Linked DNA regions of Zea mays: region 1 is linked to region 2. The links are chromatin contacts, called in public Hi-C maps. All regions are on one chromosome and are shown on one strand. The core of a region is the stretch at or near the end of the contact, and the rest is flanking DNA. Distances in the headings are between cores, read along the strand shown. Region 1 holds the start of opr3 (12-oxophytodienoate reductase3). Region 2 holds the start of LOC100283578.

What was found. A called contact is a pair of places that touch in the nucleus more often than the background predicts.
Region 1: a Hi-C map of leaf shows a contact between it and region 2, with 4 times the contacts expected there. The contact joins the promoter of opr3 here to the promoter of LOC100283578 in region 2. A contact is called at or near these places in 2 of 25 Hi-C or Micro-C datasets (both in leaf).

Annotation. Positions count from the first base shown.
Region 1 is chr6:121,926,341-121,929,234 of Zm-B73-REFERENCE-NAM-5.0, reverse strand. opr3 (12-oxophytodienoate reductase3) reads left to right here and starts at 1,345. Exons shown (of 2, transcript NM_001112360.1): 1 at 1,345-1,760; 2 at 1,859-2,855. The coding sequence starts at 1,409. The coding sequence ends at 2,640.
Region 2 is chr6:121,686,641-121,689,681 of Zm-B73-REFERENCE-NAM-5.0, reverse strand. It overlaps LOC100283578, which reads right to left and starts at 1,252. Exons shown (of 4, transcript NM_001371950.1): 1 at 63-1,252. The coding sequence starts at 896.

The sequences.
Region 1 (2,894 bases), core at 96-2,595, 240 kb before region 2:
ACTCGACAAAGGCTCTGTCTTTACCGAGTGTCAGCCCGCACACTCGGTATAGAAACGGACATGGGGCCCACTAGATCTCCCTTTGCGGAGTGTCTGCTGGCCTGGCTCTCGGCAAAGGCTCCTTCACCTTCACGACAACTTTTCTTTGCTAAGTGTTCGATATAAAATAATCGCCAAAGAATCCATTGCTGATAAACAATTCACCGAGTCCTCTTTGTCGAGTGCTACACTCGGTAAAGACTATAATGAGTGTTATAGATGCTTTGCCTATTGAAAAACTAGACATTTTCCATATTAAATCACGAATATAAATTATGACCAACAATAATTAGTCTAGGTGTCTATTCCACCACATGTAACCTAACAGGTTACCTAATAGGCTAATCATAAAAGACAACACACCTCTAACATAACAAATAAACTGAAGTATGAGGTCAAATCAGATAATACGTACTAATCAGACATACTAGTAGACGACGCAAGTGGAAGCAGTAGGTCGACAGCGTCGATGCAGCAGGGTCGACGATGTCGAAGCAGCAGGGTCAACGACGTCAGCGGTAGGGTCGACGAGAAGAATGCGAGCAGTCGCATGAAGACGCTTCCCAAAAACTTTATTTGTCGTCTACTGGTGCAGGATCTCAAAGACGACGGGTTCCGGAGATCTGCTCTCCCGGTCGCAGATGCACGCTGGCGCTTAGGACGAACAAGACCACAGTGACAGCGCAGCAGTAAGCAGAGGCAAAACCTAATTCGTGGTTTGGATGGGATGGTCTCTGGCATGGGCTGCCTTATATAGAGCTACGTCCACGAACCGATAAGCTCACGATCCGATCTGTTCGTGATCCGATAATGTCGCGATCGGATAGCTACCTCTCTTGCCATACATTGGTTTTTTTGTAATTTTTCTAAGATTTAATTGAATTTTTCAATTAGATGAAACGCATAAATCCAACATTGTCCTAGCCGCACGGTCCGCACAGATGATCCGCCAAGGAAGATGTGTACGTGTCGCATTACGTAGTATCTGTCTCTACTCGGTCTTCTCCTGATGATTGGCGCTTCAGAGTCAGCAGTCCGCACTGCATCCACAACCACCTTCCGTTCGTCCGTCAAAGGCCACAGCAAATAACAAACTAGTGGATGACGAAAGTGGTGACGATTTCCGACGGCCTGTGGACACTGGAGCAGGGGAAGCCGAGTAAAAAGAGAAATAATAATGGCTGGTCGCCGCCAGAGGCAATGAGCTATTGGTTGGAGCACTATCTTCGAATCAAAACGTATAAATCCCCATTGGAAGGCCAGGCCTGGGTAGAGCATAACCGAATAGAAATAGCTTTGGCACGCGCAAACAAGCAAGCAGCAGAGCAGATCAAGTAAAGGTAGCAATTTGAGTAGTGTGCAAGCTAAGATGGGGCACCAAGAACAAGAACAGGAAGTGATCCCGCTGATGACCCCGTACAAGATGGGGCAGCTGGAGCTCTCCCACCGCGTGGTGCTGGCGCCGATGACGCGGTGCCGCGCCATCGGGGACGTGCCGCAGCCGCACGCCGCCGTGTACTACTCGCAGCGCGCCAGCAGGGGCGGCGTGCTCATCACCGAGGGCACGGGGGTGTCCGCCACCGCGCAGGGCTTCCCGGGGTCCCCCGGCATCTGGACGCAGGAGCAGGTGGCGGCGTGGAAGCCCATCGTCGACGCCGTCCACCGCAAGGGTGCGCTCTTCTTCTGCCAGATCGCACACGTCGGAAGGGCATCCACCAACGGTACGTACCTACGTACGTGGCGGCAAATTAAGCGCGAGTCAGCTCGTTCGAGTGGTCCCGGCGGCCGTTGCTGATCCTTCTGTGAACCACACTGGCAGATTTCCAGCCGGACGGCCAGGCGCCGGTCTCGAGCACGGACGCGCAGCTCCCACCCGACGCCGAGTCCGGCACGGTGTTCTCCAGGCCACGCCGGCTGCGCGCCGACGAGGTCCCGGGGATCGTCGACGACTTCAGGCGCGCCGCGCGCAACGCGATCGAGGCCGGGTTCGACGGCGTGGAGATCCACGGAGCGCACGGGTTCCTCCTGGAGCAGTTCATGAAGGACGGCGCCAACGACCGCGCCGACGAGTACGGCGGCAGCGTCGAGAACCGGTGCCGCTTCGTGGTCGAGGTCGTGGACGCTCTCGTCCGTGAAATCGGCGCGAGCCGGGTTGGCATCAGGCTCTCCCCGTTCGCGGACTACTTGAACTGTGCGGATTCCAACCCCTTGGCGCTAGGTCACTACATGGTGGAACAGCTCAACAGGCACGAGGGGTTTCTGTACTGCCACATGGTGGAGCCGCGAATGGCCATCGTCGACGACCGTAGGCAGATTCCGCATGGACTCCTGCCGTTCAAGGCGGCCTTCAATGGCACCTTCATCGCCGCGGGCGGGTACGACAGGGAAAAAGGGAACAAGGTGGTCGCCGAAGGCTACGCGGACCTCGTCGCATACGGAAGGCTGTTCTTGGCCAACCCAGACCTGCCTAAAAGGTTCGAGGTAGACGAGATCCTGAACAAGTATGATCGTTCCACCTTTTATACACAAGACCCTGTTGTTGGCTATACAGACTACCCTTTCCTTAGGGACGACAGCGAAGACTTAGCTGCTCAAGTTTAATTGTGTGGATGATCGATTTAATCACGGTTACTGCACGATCGAGATCGATACTACATCCATTTGAATATATATATCTAAGATGCATTGTTTTTGTTTTAAGTTAGTTTTTTTATATTTGACCAAATTTATGTAAAAGATATATGTGCTAAACTAGTTGAGTATACCGGTGTGTTGCAACGACAAACGCTAGTCTGTGATCAAATGATTTTATTAAACTTTACTATAGCCAGACTTACAACACCGTATCATGTACA
Region 2 (3,041 bases), core at 3-2,502:
AAGGTGCAGTATGATTAACGGACAGCACGCATAGCAGTGCACTGAAAGAAGTAAGGCTCCACCTGCTTCCTCGCGCGCGACCTGGCTGCCGACTCCCTGTTCTTGATCATGCGCCTCTGCCTCCTCTCCACCACCTTCTCGACGGTCGGTCCCTTCCTCACCCTCAGTGCAGTGTCGAAGGGATACGGCACCGGCGACAGCGACGAAAGATCCCCCGCCTCCACCTTCCCCATCCCGTTGAACACGACCGGCGTCGTCGGCACCGCCACCGTCATCCCTCCTCCGAGCCCCTGCCCGACGACCCCGGTCACCACCCCGTTCCCCAGCTGCATGGTCTGCGGCGCGAGCGCGACCGCATTCCCCTGGGAGAAAAGCCCCTGCGCGTGCGGCTGCAGCACGAGGGTCTGCTGCCCCATGTCCTCACGAACCACGCCGGCGCGTACCAGGAAATCCTCCAGAGTCATGGACCCCAGCGTCTGCTGCCGCTGTGCCTGCGCCGGCAGCGGCGCGTGCGCGGGCGTGGGAGCGGGAGCCGCAACCGCCTGCGCGTCCTCCCCGTCGGTGAGGCCCACGATCTCGCGCCAGACCTCGTCGACCGTCTTCTGGCTGAGCGTGCGCGGCAGCGTGAAGGAGCCCTGGCGCTGGATGGGCGCCCCGGCCTGCTGCTGATGCTGCCCATGCGCGTCCATGGATGCGGCCGCCGTGGTCGGGGCGGCCGCGGTCATGGCGTTGGACTCCTCGGCCGTCCAGATGTTGCGCAGCAGCTCGTCCATGTTCATGGAGCCGAAGTCCTTGCTGGCGCCGCCGAGCGCGGTCTGGAACTCGTCGAACGTTAGCGAGTACACCGAGCCCTGCCGCGCCAGCGACGGGGCCCCGCTCCCTCCCGGTGTCTCCATCCCCGCCTACCGCCTTCTCCTCTCGGCTCCCAAATCCCACCGGAATTCAATTCCGCACCACAGACGGATGCAGAGGAAAAGCGGCGGTGAACAGAGCTGGCGACTTTATAGCCGAGCGGCGGCGGTGGCGGCGGCGGCAGAAGCGACAGGAGGGCGCTCCGCTCGCAATGAGCTTGACCGTGACCGTGACTAGTTGCGTCTGGCGTGCTACAGTATACCACAATAGCGAGAGGAAATCCAGTTCAGTGGGACGGGTTAAGAAGGAGAGCGGAGGGGGAACACCGGGGGATGTGGAGCTCGAGCGTTGGTGGGGTGGGGGGGTTGGTGCGGTTTTGAGGGAGACGATCCCGGCGGCGAGGTGCGCGACGGGACAGGTGTCGCCTCGGGGGCAATAAAGTGGTGCTGCGGCAGGCGGCAGCCGCTGCCGTCGGGGGACGACAAGAGGCCCGCAACCGGTCAGAGGATAGTGTGGGCGCCGGAGAGCAAAGTACACAGCCTAGCGCCATAATGCTCGCGCACACGGACCCGTGACCACCACACTGTACACGGGATGAAAACGGCAGCGTTTTTTTGGGGTGCCGGTCGAACACTCCCGCTTGTCAGTGTTCCAACAAGTGACACTTTGACACACTTCTACCTATTTGTGTCGTTTTGAGTCTTGACTGATAAGCGCACCGAAAACATGTGATTTAAGGATTATGAATTTGTTATGTACTCCATCCGTCCTAAAATATAATTTATTTTAGACTAATAATATGTTTATTAAGTAATATATGAATGTAGTTTTCATGTATGTCTATATTCGTTATAATTTGAATGAATATGGACGAACTTTTTTGATAGAAAGAACTGTATTTTTTAGATATAAGGAATACTAAATTTGGCACCTGAACGACCGGATGGTTTGACCTTGTGGTTCGAACGGTTCGGCATGGCAGGTTCGCGATTATATTAATTTAGGTTGGAATTCTTATCATAGTTATCTTAAGAACCCACATGAAACTGTTAAGATTCATCTAGGAACGGATGCAGACATTTCCCATATATATATATATATAGTTTATGTATTTAGAGCCCTGGGCTCTCTCTAGTTAGATAAAGCCCTAATCATTCAAGACCAGGTAGACCAGGTAAACCAGACGTACCACAAAAAAAACTTTTATGATTAGTTATACAAGCATTTCTTTTGTATTCGTTTTAGAAAAAACGCAGAAATTGATTTATCCCACACCCGCGCCCAGCTATCGGATCCGCCCCACTGCGCCCCCAAATCATCCCAAGCGCTCCAACCACTCGCAACCCTAATCTAATCCGCCGTCTTCCGGATCGGCATCCGCCCTCATCCCCTCACCCTCTTCTCCGCCTTCCAGCCGCAGGAGCCCCACATCCCCTCACGCTCTTCTCCGCCTTCCAGCCGCAGGAGGCTCGCCGCTGATTGAGGATCCCGCGGCCGCCGAAGAGGCCACAACGGGAAAGCAAATCCACGCGCCCGAGCGGCCCTTCAAGGAACCTGCTCGTCTCCCGGCGGCCGGAATGGTCTTCATCTCGTCGTCTACGCGCAAGAGGAGATCTGGATCTGGTTCGTTTGCTTTCATGCATCCTGACGCCTCCTCCCTCCCCTCCCTGAGTCGAATCGCAAACCGACCGCTCCTACAGTATCCCACACCCGGTCCAGTAAATCCACCTTTCTATACCCGGGGATTCACACCATGTCGCCCTCAACCCTATCTCTTTCGACGGCTCCATCCCCACCCCAACCCAATCCATCGCCGCCCGCCGTCGCCCCAACCTCGCATCCACCGTCAACGGAAGATGCAAGCGCGAAGGCATGGTGGTGGACACAGGTGGCCGCGCCGAGAGCAAAGGCGCCAGTCCAGGTGGAGACGAGCCGCTATGGGTCGGAGTGCGGGACCGCTGAGTTGCCCTTGTACGCGTGCGCCCAGTAGTCATCGAACTCGCCCATTTTCATCCTCCCTTTCCCGTTCCCTGGGTGCGCATGTTCCAAGCACAAGAGCACTTAGATTAGCGTCTGTGTGCTCGGTTTCGCACAGAAGGAAGGGGACAGCAGGGGGATGGGCGTGTACCTCGTCGCCAGCGATGGGACGACGAAGACGTGGGCACCTGGTGAGCCTACAGCCCTCAGCT